2 separate regions of the Mus musculus genome follow, and region 1 is linked to region 2. The links are chromatin contacts, called in public HiChIP or PLAC-seq maps. All regions are on one chromosome and are shown on one strand. Each heading gives the region's core, a stretch centred on a gene start, on an enhancer-like site or on the middle of the called end of the contact. The rest is flanking DNA. Distances are from core to core; before and after follow the strand shown. Region 1 holds the start of Pdhb (pyruvate dehydrogenase (lipoamide) beta). Region 2 overlaps Abhd6 (abhydrolase domain containing 6).

The links. HiChIP or PLAC-seq counts read pairs in DNA pulled down with a chosen protein or histone mark.
Region 1: a contact with region 2 is called in an H3K27ac HiChIP or PLAC-seq map of embryonic stem cells, with 22 read pairs. The contact joins the promoter of Pdhb here to the enhancer-like site in region 2. A contact is called at or near these places in 8 of 39 promoter capture datasets (the C10 cell line, the HPC-7 cell line, cranial neural crest and 5 more), 3 of 484 Hi-C or Micro-C datasets (all in embryonic stem cells), 8 of 115 datasets of contacts at active chromatin or transcription factors (embryonic stem cells, extraembryonic endoderm stem cells, large pre-B cells and 1 more) and 3 of 9 other capture datasets (adipose tissue, liver and pancreatic islet).

The regions. Positions count from the first base shown.
Region 1 is chr14:8,171,103-8,177,010 of GRCm38.p6, forward strand. Pdhb (pyruvate dehydrogenase (lipoamide) beta) reads right to left here and starts at 1,890. Exons shown (of 10, transcript NM_024221.3): 1 at 1,789-1,890; 2 at 1,662-1,715; 3 at 321-428; 4 at 165-227; 5 at 38-73. The coding sequence starts at 1,830.
Region 2 is chr14:8,047,875-8,053,788 of GRCm38.p6, forward strand. It overlaps Abhd6 (abhydrolase domain containing 6), which reads left to right. Exons shown (of 9, transcript NM_025341.4): 7 at 1,700-1,754; 8 at 1,934-2,034. Among named protein-coding and RNA genes, the nearest start is that of Gm41094, 4.8 kb to the right of the region's middle. Within about 2 kb of position 4,172, at least 3 of the 459 cell types and tissues checked have an H3K27ac peak or open chromatin away from gene starts, as enhancers often do. A contact at or near this core is called in embryonic stem cells, where this site is marked.

The DNA.
Region 1 (5,908 bases), core at 640-3,139, 120 kb after region 2:
GAAACCTCCTTGGATTAGCTCCATAAATATTACATACCATAGCTGCACCAACAGCAATTCCAGCAAAGCCCATCTGTAAAGCAAACACCAGCCTAAGAAAAAGTCCATAGAAATTAAAATTGAATACTTGACCAGCCCCCCCAAAGCTTGTCCAGAGAGTGCACCTCTGAGATGGGGGTGTCGATGATCCTCTTGTCACCGTATTTCTTCCACAGGCCTCTGCTAACCTACAATTAAGATTTAACCACATCACTTCCAAGTGGTTGTCAGGGCAAATGGCTACTTTTAAATTTTACATAAAGTTTATCTATTTCAGTTACCTTGTATGCACCGTCATACTGGGCAACTTCTTCCCCAAGCAGAAAAACTTTTTCATCTCTTTCTAGTTCTTCATCCATACCTTGATTAATAGCTTCACGAACTGTCAACTGTCACAAGTATATAAACAGAAAACATGCTACAGGATTATTCAGGAGACTATGGAAACCCCCTTCCTTATACTTACCTACACTGCCCACAACATAACACATAAATTTAACACTCATGCAGGCAGCCCACATTCCAAGAATCTGAGGAGGCAAGGTGGCCAAGCCTGCTGAGTTTCATCTCCAGTTTCCTACATGGCGGAAGGAGGAAACGGATCCCCTGCACATTGACCACAATGTGCATGCTCACACACATAGAACGTAACAAGTACCACTTATGCCAACTAATCTTCACTAGGCGTCAGTGACAAGCTTACAGAACACTTCTGCTCTACTGCTTCATATGCACGGGCAAGAAAACTGAGCGATTGCTAAACCAGCTCCCAGGCAGTTTCCTACGGAGGAAGCATGCCAGGCTGTTTTACCAATACACTTGAAGTACTAAGACTTAGAGAACTAGCAAGGAAGGTCTAACTATGGATACTAACTACGACTAAGTATTAAGCGTTCACTAGTGCACAACACTTGACATCCACAATGCAGGTGCTGCTATGCTACTACAGTAATGTAGACTGATAAAATCCTTCTAGATATATATATGCCAAAAAAAGCATGTATCTGCAAGCCAATGTTCTCAGCACCGTAACAAATTCAAAAGATAGAAACAAACCACCCTTAAATGAATGTATAAATAAAACGTACAAAGGATATGATTCAACGTTCCAAAGGAACAAATTCTGATGAATGTATTCTACAATGTGGATGAACCTTTTTAAATAAGCCAGACACAAAAGAACAAAAGATTCAACTTATATGACGCTCTAAAACAAGAACTCAAAAAGAGCCAGAAAAGTACAATACAACAGCGGCCGAAAGAGTGTGAATTATTATCGTGTAAAGTTCTGGAAGTTGACAGTGTAGACCGTGAATTCATTCGATGCCACATTTGAACACATAAGATTTCAAAGCTACATTTTACCACAACTCCAGGGTGGGGATTAAAAGTCAGGAAAGCAGGTGGTTGTCTGTTCGACTGCCACCGGCCTCGAAGGGATGGTTACCAATATGAATGGCACCGGGCGAGGACAGAGGCAGCGCGAATCATCCGCAGGACGCGGCCGCTGTCAGGGTCCAAGATGCCACCTGGCCCTGGGGCAGACACGACCCCGATCTCTCAGGCCTGCTCCCGGGCCCCAGGGCTCCCTCCCGGCCTTGCCCGACGTCGGGACCGGTTACCTGCACCGCTGCGGGCGCCGAGCGGTGAAAACGCCTCTTCAGCAGCCCGGAAGCCTGGAAGGGAGAGAAAAAAGGGTTCAGAAAGGGCACAGGGCCTACAGTGGACGCGCTAGGGGCCGCTACCTACCTGCCGCAAGGGTCCCCGCACCAGACCAGCCACCACCGCCATCTTGCCCGTGTCCTCTACTAGCTGCCGAATGACAACACAGAAGCGCCGCAGAGCCCGTCTGACGCAGCCAATAGTAGGGCGTGACACCTTTACGTCCCACCTCTGTTCGGCAAAGCCAATAGAATGGTAACTGAGAGTCCCGTCTTCCTGAGGAAGCCAATAGCAAGGCGCTATTTCATAGGCCCCGCCCCCAGGCTTTGGCAGAGCGCGCCCTCTGGGCCCCGCCTCTGCATGCGTAGCCAACGGCTAGTTTCGACGCCTGCGAGCCCCGCCCACCTAGCGAGTCGCGGTCCAGCAGAGGTGACGTGAGGCTGCTGTTCCTCTCTGACCCGGTGCACTGGAGATAACTTTGCAGACCGCTTGCAGAGGCTGTCATGCACCTAACACGCCCTACACTCAGACTTGACTGCTGACTGCTCACGTGCTGGGACTGAGTCAGTGCAGCCTGATCCGACCGAGGCTGCTAGGACCGTAAAGCCACCCCTTTGCGGGCACTGAAGGACTTTGAGCAACGTGTGAATCTTGCACACACAACAGTGGAGGGTGAACCTACCATTATATGAAGGGCGCTGTAAATTGAATGTGAACAATAGCTTTCATGTAGGCACTAAGCGTCCACTGTGTGCCAAGTACTGTGATGTGTGCTTGATAAGTGCTTTTAGGTGGTTTCTGTTTGTATTATCTCCATCCAGGCGAGAAGAGGTGAGGAGGTTGTTCTGATCTTGCTGAATTTAGATGGCATACCGGGACTGGAGAAGCCTGAAACATAGCTTTAGCAGGACAAGAGACAGTTGAGAATAGATACTTAGATGTGGCCTTTATATTCTGCATTCAGTCTCATCGACTGTAAAAGGACACTGAGGTATGGGATCACCTCCTTCCAAACCTCCCTCATTGCTGCCATCAGGTGGTCACCATGTGAGATATATCAAATATGAGTCTTTCTTTTTTTTTTTTTTTTTTTTTAAGATTTATTTATTATTATATGTAAGTACACTGTAGCTGTCTTCAGATATACCAGAAGAGGGCATCAGATCTCGTTACGGATGGTTATGAGCCACCATGTGGTTGCTGGGATTTGAACTCTGGACCTTTGGAAGAGCAGTCGGGTGCTCTTACCCACTGAGCCATCTCACCAGCCCCAATATGAGTCTTTCTATCAAAAATTATATAAACTTGTGTTTGGGACAAGGACTTCAAATCCCCTCTCCTGCCTTGAAAAACTTTAATGTAAGTGGTTTTGGTTTTTGTTTTTCCTCACAAGGAAGTGTTTTTATGTGTAGTCCTGGGTGTCTTGGAACTCTCTCTGTAGACTAGGCTGGCCTTGAATTTACAGAGATCCACCTGCTACTGCCTTCTGAGTGCTGGGATTAAAGGTTTATGCTACCACCAACCAGTCCATAGTTTTTCTTCTTACCACTATTTTTCTATGGCTTAAATGTTCCAAATTCTATTTACTAGCAACTTAAATATTGCATTCACTACATTGGCTTTAGTGTTCTCATCTATTCAAACTATGAAGTTTGCTTACATCAGAGTCCCCTAACTTCAGAGTATATGTGAACAAAGACACTCTTTCATGTAACCAAAGGACATTCTGGAAATTGATGTAGACCAGGCTGGCTTTGAACTCAGAGATCTGTCTGCCTCTGCCTCCTACTAGTGCTGGGATTAAAGGAATGGACCACCACACCTAGCTTTGAGCAAAAGTTTGAATCTTTTGATTGTAAATGGAAGAAAATATCTAATAAAAAAGTTGAAAAAAAAGTTTGAATCTTCCTTAAGCATAATTTATGCAAAGGCCCACTGCTTTGTTCTTGGAATTCAACACCTGGGGCAATGGGCCTTCCTTTCACTCCTTTCCTCTTCCTCTTGCATTTCCTGATTGCTGAGTCATCTAAGGATAGCCATTGCATCAGACTGTGATTTCAGACTCGTGCCAACTCGGAAAAGAAACAATCACCGCCTGAGTTAGAATGAAGATGAAACGCACTCCCAGTCTCCCTGTGTATTCCCTCTTTCTGAGAACTCCCTCTTGATCAGGAGTAAAGTTCACCTTGTCCAGACACTTCAAATGAAGTGCTGGTCTCTTTCGTTGTGTCCCCAAACTTATTTCTGACAACTTCAAGCTTCCAGTTACCTCCAGCAATGGAGGAAACAGCCAGTGCTTGGAATCCTTCTAGTTCCAGCTGGGTCTAGTCCTTTTTGATAGGGAACAGAAAGGGACATTTTGTGTTCTATATCATAAAGACACACTTGATTGCTCTAATATAAAAGAGAATCCGCCTGTCCATATTAATAGCTTAGTACATATACACTGTATTAAGTCTCAAGCCCAGGACAAGTCTCATTTAATACCTATGACTCCTCTGAACACTTCTCACCCCACCTCCTATCCTAAACCTCTCCCTACCATTTGCTGGGCTTCCTGTCCCCAGCCTGATCCCTATATAATACAGCCATTTGGGCTACATGAGTCTCTTATTCCCAGGTCCTTTCTTGTTCTTCCTCCCCTCTCTCCTCTCACAGCCCAGTTTACTCTGCTGGCCATGTTCAGCCTGGACTCTTCCTTCTGCCTGCTTTCTCCCTATGTCTACAATAGACATCTTCTCCACACTTGAGGCATAGCCATGTTCTCCTTTTATCTCATTTTTCATTCACACACTTAGTGATTTTCTTGGTCTGCGTTAACCCCTCTCCCAAAGCAGACGTCCCTGAAGGATTACAAGGTGGAAACCAGAGGAAACGAACTTGAGCTTCATTGTTTTGTGTGTCTGAGTCCAAATATCCCCAGAGTGAAGAACATCAGCAACGAGGGAGAAGCAGACATCACAAGACTCAGAAATATGGCTGACCCCTGAGCAGGGCAGGCAAGCCTGAGCTCCAGAGTCTCTCTCTCTCTCTCTCTCTCTCTCTCTCTCTCTCTCTCTCTCTCTCTCTCTCTCTCACACACACACACACACACTATCCTGCAGACATCACAAGACTCAGAAATATGGCTGACCCCTGAGCAGGGCAGGCAAGCCTGAGCTCCAGAGTCTCTCTCTCTCTCTCTCTCTCACACACACACACACACACACACACACACACACACACACACACACACACACACACACACTATCCTGCTAGAATCTGCTGGTAGAGGTGAAATATAATCCAGATTTCTAGATTCTTTAACTTAAGTTTCTCTTATTCCCAGCTCTGAATAAGGCACAGTTTTAAGATCAATTCCTGTTTCTGCCTATTCTGTAAGTGACAGAGAACACGAACAGAATTCCAGTTACACTTTTGGTTCATTTCAGGGACACCCAGTGCTTACCAGCATCCCCCATGAAGCCCCTTGATTTCAGATGTTAGTCCCCATGGACTCTTTTTTTTCCTTTGTAGTAGTGAGTTTTTGTCAATTTGAGACAAACTAAAGTCACCTAGAGGAAGAGGGAATCGCAGTTGAGGATGAGAATTTGCCCATCAGACTGGCCTGTGGGCGTGCCTGTGGGCGTGCCTGTGGGCGTGTCTGTGGTGTGATTTTTCTGGACTGGTGTGGGAGGGCCCAGCCCATTGTAGACTGTGCCATCCCTGGACTAGAATAGGAAAGCAATTGGAGCAAACCATGAAGGCAAGCCCGTAAGCAGTGTTCTAGTGTAGCTCCTGCCTCTGCTCCAACTTTCCTCAGTGATGCACTGGGACATGGAAGTATAAGTCAAATGAACCTTTTCCTCGTCCAAGTTGGTTTTGGTCATCATTTTTATCACAGGAACAGAAAACAAATTAGGACAGTTCTGTTCATAGTAAAATATGATTTAATTGTCTTCCGCCCAGCATTTGGGATCTGAATTACAAAGCCAAAGGAGACATCAAGATGAATAAAACCTAGAGCCTAGATGTGTTCTTGGGCCTTATATTTACAAAAAAAATTGTCAGTGACTCCCCCAAGTCAGTTGAGTTAGTTGGGGAAGGCATTGGGTTTCATGGGCCTCAGAGAGTTTTCTTTTAAATAACAATCTGGTCATTTAGATACAAATTAATTGGTAGAGTTGCTTTCCTTTCAAACCGGCCGATTTAGAAAGACTGAGCAAAA
Region 2 (5,914 bases), core at 2,922-5,421:
TTCCCTGCAGGCATACCATCAGTCAATACAGCATGGCGGGAAGCATGGGATAGACCACAGATGCTCATCTCATGGTGGACAGGAAGTGGGCAGGGATGAGCCAGGGTCCCAGTGTATCACTCAGAAGTGTATCACCAATGACCTGCTTCCTCCATGTAGGCCCAGCCTCCTAAAGTCCTCCTTCCAGTGACACCCCAGACTGAAGACCAAGCATTTAGTACATGGTCTTCTGAGGACCGTAACACTCCTCTTCCCAACGTTGGTCTGTATAAGACTTCTGAGAAGGTTTGCTGAAAGGGTCTAGACATATTCCCCCATGGAGGAAAGGGGTGACGGCTACCTTTGGGATAGCTACCTGAGCTCTGCCTTGGAGTCCTGAGGCAAGGAACAAATGGCCACAAGCCACCTGTTTGGATTTGTAGCCCAGATCTTGTCGATCTGGCTCGTTTAGATTTGCTACAGCCCTCAACAAGGGACGCAAAGGCAGTGCCAAACAATCACCCGTGCTCTGTGGAATTATCAGTGTTGTCCCAGGGTTTTCTTAATAGTTTATTTCTTCTCCTCGTCCTCCTCCTCCTCTTCCTCTTCCTCTTTCAGAAGGGTCTTTTCATGTCTCACAGGCTGGCCTGGGACTCACTTGAGTTGTTGAAGATGAATTTAAACCCCTAATCCTCCTGCCTCTACCTCCAGAGTATTAGGATTTCAGGCTTGGCTGTACCTCACCAGGTTTATAAAGTTCTGAAGATGATCAAGGCGTGGCACATGCTAGGCCTGCTCTCCACCAATTGAGTTATCTCCCCAGCTCCTTATCATTGACTAATGACCTGATATTTTGTTTATTCAGATTTTTGTCTTGAACTAAACTGATAATTTCTCAAGATGCCTGGCAATTAGAGGTGTCTTTAAGATAATGTGCAGGCCTTGGCTTTGCAGCATCTCCTAAGTTCCTTCTGTCTTAGTTAGGGTTTTACTGCTGTGAACAGACACCTTGACCAAGGCAAGTCTTATAAAAAACAACATTTAATTGGGGCTGGCTTACAGGTTCAGAGGCTTACTCCATTATCATCAAGGTGGGAACATGGCAGTAACCAGGCAGGCATGGCACAGGCAGAGCTGAGAGTTCTACATCTTCATCCAAAGGCTGCTAGTGGAAGACTGACTTCCAGGCAACTAGGGTAAGGGTCTTAAGCCCACACCCACAGTGACACACCTACTCCAACCAGGTCACACCTATTCCAACAAGGCCACACCTCCAAATGGTGCCACTCCCTGGCCCAAGAATATACAAGCCATCACACTTCCTAATTTTTCTTATTATTACTGTTTAGTGTGAAAGGTGTTTTGCCTGTGTATTGGTGCACCACGTGTGTGCAGTGCCTACAGGGGCTAGACAAGCACATCAGGGCCCTGGAACTGGAGTTACAGATGGTTGTGAGCCTTCTTGTTGGTGCTGGGAATTGAACCCGGGTCCTCTGCAAGAGCTGCTAGTGCTGCTGACTATGGAGCTATCTCTCTGTAATCCCTTGATTTGCTTCTGTAAAGCCTCCCAATTATAGTCTACATTCTGGGGACTCACAGGCCCAGCCCTTGACAGTGTAGGAACGTCCTGAGCACTGCCCCCTGTGCTGCCGCAGAGCTATAAAAGGCTGGAGGAAGTGAGACTTCTCGTGTTTTCTAACTTTGGATTTTTCACCCTCAGATCCTTCAAGGTCTTGTCGATGTTCGCATTCCTCATAACAGCTTCTACCGGAAATGTAAGTAGCCCCGCTCCACTTGCGGCTTAGTGGCTGGCTGCCTCGTAATCTGTAAACCTCTGTATTTGGAATGTTTTCTGGGCCCCTCAAGAAAGGAGATGGTGGCTTGGGCTTGAAGAAGCTCTGACTACGGAGACACCCGCATACTTAGACTCACTGTGTGTTTCTTTTCTGACAAGTGTTTTTGGAAATCGTCAATGAGAAATCCAGATACTCTCTGCATGAGAATATGGACAAGATCAAGGTCCCGACACAGATCATTTGGGGGAAACAAGACCAGGTATGTCACAGGACCCTATAGAAAAAAGCCAGTGGTCATCTTTAAAGCAAGCCTCCATGGTAGCCTTCTTATGTTGGGTGCCAGCGTCTGCCACGGCTCTCTGAGCTGAGAACAGTGATGGTTGATTTTTAGCATGAAAGGGAATTTGCTGTTGAGATAAGGTTTCTTTTACCATGTAGCCCAAGCTGGCCTCGTCCATGAGCTCCTCTTGGCTGCACATCCCAAACCTGGAATTGCAGGCTACCAGTGTGCAGCACTGGGCCTCGTTCATGCTAAGCCATCACTTTACCGTAAGCCATACTTCCAACCCTAATTTATCTGTCAGGTGCAGGGACATGGACCTGCATTCTGCTACCTACGAAGGTAAAGCAGAGTGCTCTGCCTCTGTGCGATGGTTCCTGCTGAGTTCAGGAAATGGCAGCCAACTTAGCAGTACAGGCCCTGTTTAAGTCAAAATTACCAAAAGCCATTCTGTCACATGAAAATCTAATCGTGTAAATTTGTGTCCTTTACTTCCAAATCTTAGTTCCTGTTTCCTTTACTTCCTTGCAAGATATCTGGAATTCTCTTAAGCCAGAAGTTGGAAACTTCCTGTGAAGAACCAAATAGTAAATAATTGTAGCTTTGCTCTCCACATTGTAGCTAGTCTCTGTCACATTCACTCAGTTCTGCTTGTGTGTAAAGTATCATAGGTGATATGTAAAGATATGACATGGCTGTGTCATAGGGAACCATTGTTTACAAAACCAGTTAACAACAGCAGGGACCATGGCTCAGAGGCAGAGCACTCAAGTAGCATGTGTGAGTGCTTGGTTCGATTCTTAGCACCATAAATCAAAGCAGAACAAAAGGCGGCTACTGTTTACCTGCCCTACTCCAGTTCACAAGCATACATATGTACAGTTCCAGGGGATCTGACACCCCATCAGCCTCCTCAAATGCCAGCCATGTGTACAGACATGTATGCAGCCAAAACATCTATACACATAAACTTTTAAAAATAAGACAAAAGCAAAAAAAAAAAAATACAAAGCATTCTTACCTTTACCATAATTCATCAGTTTTAGCTGCTTTATTGATTGAAAAATAGTTACTTAGATTTTGTTTGTGTATGTGTGGCAGGGTGGGGTGTGGGTGTGGGTGGTAGGCTCCCTTACTCACTGAGCCATCTTAGCATCCCTGCTTTATGGTTGCTGAGCTTGTGTGTAGTGGAGCTCCCCCTGGGCTCCCTGTCCACAGCCTGGTTCCAGAGCATTCTAACCACACAGGGTCCTCCCATTCATGGCTTGTATCGATGCCCATGCACAGCCGTGCCCTCTTTCTTTAACTTTGGCCTTTCTAGAAATTGCATATAAATGGTGTCATGTAGGCTACAGTCCTTTGCAGGTGGCCTCTGTCCCTGCAGCATGCTTCTAAGATTCATCCATACACAGCATTTTGGGTTGGTTGGTTGGTTTTTGTGTTTGTCTGATTTTTGGTGGTTGTATTGTTATTTGAGACAGGGTCTCACAATGTAACTCTGCTGTCCTGGAACCTATTCTGTAGTCCAGGCTGGCCTGGAACTCACAGAGATCTACCTGCCTCTGCCTCCTGGGCCTAAAGGCATGAGCCACCACTATCTGACACATAATTTTTTTTTTTCTTTTTACCACTGAGTATTTTTTTTATGGCACAAGTGTTCCAAGTTTTATTTACTAGCAATTTAAATTTTACATTTACAACATTGATTGTAGTGTCCCAATCTATTCAGACTACACAGAGTAATTTGCTTACATTAGGGTCCCTTGAACTTCAGAGTATATTTTCTGTGAACAAGAATACCCTTTCAGGACTGGAGAGATGGCTCAGTGGTTAAGAGCACTGACTGTTCTTTCAGAGGTCCTGAGTTCAATTCCCAGCAACCACATGGTGGCTCACAACCATCTGTAATGTGGTCCAATGCACTCTTCTTGTGTGTGTCTGAAGACACCTATAGTGTACTCATATAAATAAAAATAAATAAATCTTTAAAAACAAACAAACAAAAAAAGAAAACCCACCCTTTCATGTAACCAAAGCATTCTGGGAATGGAGGAGCCAGCCCACAGTCCATGTTTGTCATTTACCTCAGGTTGTGCCTCTTCACCCTCCTACCGCCCTGAGCCAGTACCCAGCCCAGGAGCTCCTGTTGGATGGCTGTCTTTATTCTCATTTAATTGGAGGCATTCTCTGGCTGGCTTTGTCATTCATTTGACAAGGTGTTCGACACATTATTTGGTTAGTTATTTTATAAAACACTCTTTAACTTGAGTTTCTCTGAATTGTCTCTTCACTGGGGATGGTCATTTTAACAGTCTCATCAGGCTGTTTCTAATAAGCAGGTTATAGACAGATACTTTGAAACCAAGAAGTTATCCTGCTCCTCAGAAACACCCCCATCCGCACCTGATTTATTGTCGTCTGTAATGATTCTTGACCAAAAAAGTCTTTCTTCATCCTTCTGAAGGACCCTGTAGTAGCTGGGTGTTACAAAGCCCAGGCCTTTGATCCCAGCACTCAGAGGCAGAGGCAAGCAGATCTCTGAGTTTGAGGCCAGCCTAGTCTACAGAGTAAGGATAGCCAGGGATACATAGGGAAACCCTGTCTCAAAAACAAAACACAACACAGAAGCGGACAGTGCTCATTCTATCCTGCTGACCATTTAGGTCCCTTTCAGTTTTGGACAGTAAGCAGCATTCCAGTGAGCATTGTGCATGTGTATTTGTGGACCATGATGCTCCATCTAAAGGATACAGTTTTGCATGTGAAGTCACCAGATCAAAAATCATATGTGCTCAAAGTTTTGATAAGTTTTGTCATATAGGCTTGCATTTGTTTCAGAGGGCTGCAGCAACTGTGGACCACAGCCTGGGTGGGGAGGCCTCAACCAACTGAGAGCAATGTATTATCTTTCAGTTCTAGGGGCTGCAAGTTCAAGGTCAGGGCATCAACAGGGCTGGTTCCTTCTGAGAGCTGAAGGAGACTCTTCTCCATGTCCCCCTAGCTTCTGGTGCTTGCAACCATCTTTGGCATCCCCTATCTTAGTCCCTGGATTCTACCTTCATCTCCCCGCGGCAGTTTGTGCGCGTGTGTGCGTGCACGTGTGTGCGTGCAAGTGTGTATATCTTGATCCACATCCTCCTCCCCCTACCCCCTTAAGAACACCAGCCATATTGGATTAGGGCTTCTCTGCTCCATTATGACATCATCTTAACCACTACATCTATAATGCACTATTCCAAATCAGGCAATGCCGACTTCAACTTAAGAATTTATGGGGCTACCATTCAGGTCACAGCCAGCTCTCCAAAGATGCAACAAGTTCATTCCGAGAAGCACATTTGTGGCTGCTTTTGAGGAATCATGCCTACCAAAGATTTTCCATAAAGTTTGAAGCAAGAAGAGGCAGAGAGAAGTATAGAAAGCAGATGAACAGCAGTGTATACCAAAGTATGCACGGGGTCTTTTGTTCAAGAATATCTGGAGAAGCCGGGCTTGGTGGTGCACGCCTTTAATCCCAGCACTCGGGAGGCAGAGGCAGACGGATTTCTGAGTTTGAGGCCAGCCTGGTCTACAAAGTGAGTTCCAGGACAGCCAGGGCTATACAGAAAAACCCTGTCACAAAACAAAACAAAACCAACAAAACAAAACAAAAAAAGAATATCCGGAGAAAAAGATATTAAAAACAGGGTTTTTTGGTTTTTTTTTCCTGATTGTTTTCTCTTACAACAAAATGCCTGAGGCTGAGTGGTTTATAAGGACTTAGAAGTTTATAAGCTAATGGTTCAGAGGCTGGGAAGTCCATGTGCAGAGTGCCACGATGTGCTCAGCATATAGTGAGGGGCTTCCTGTGGTATAACAG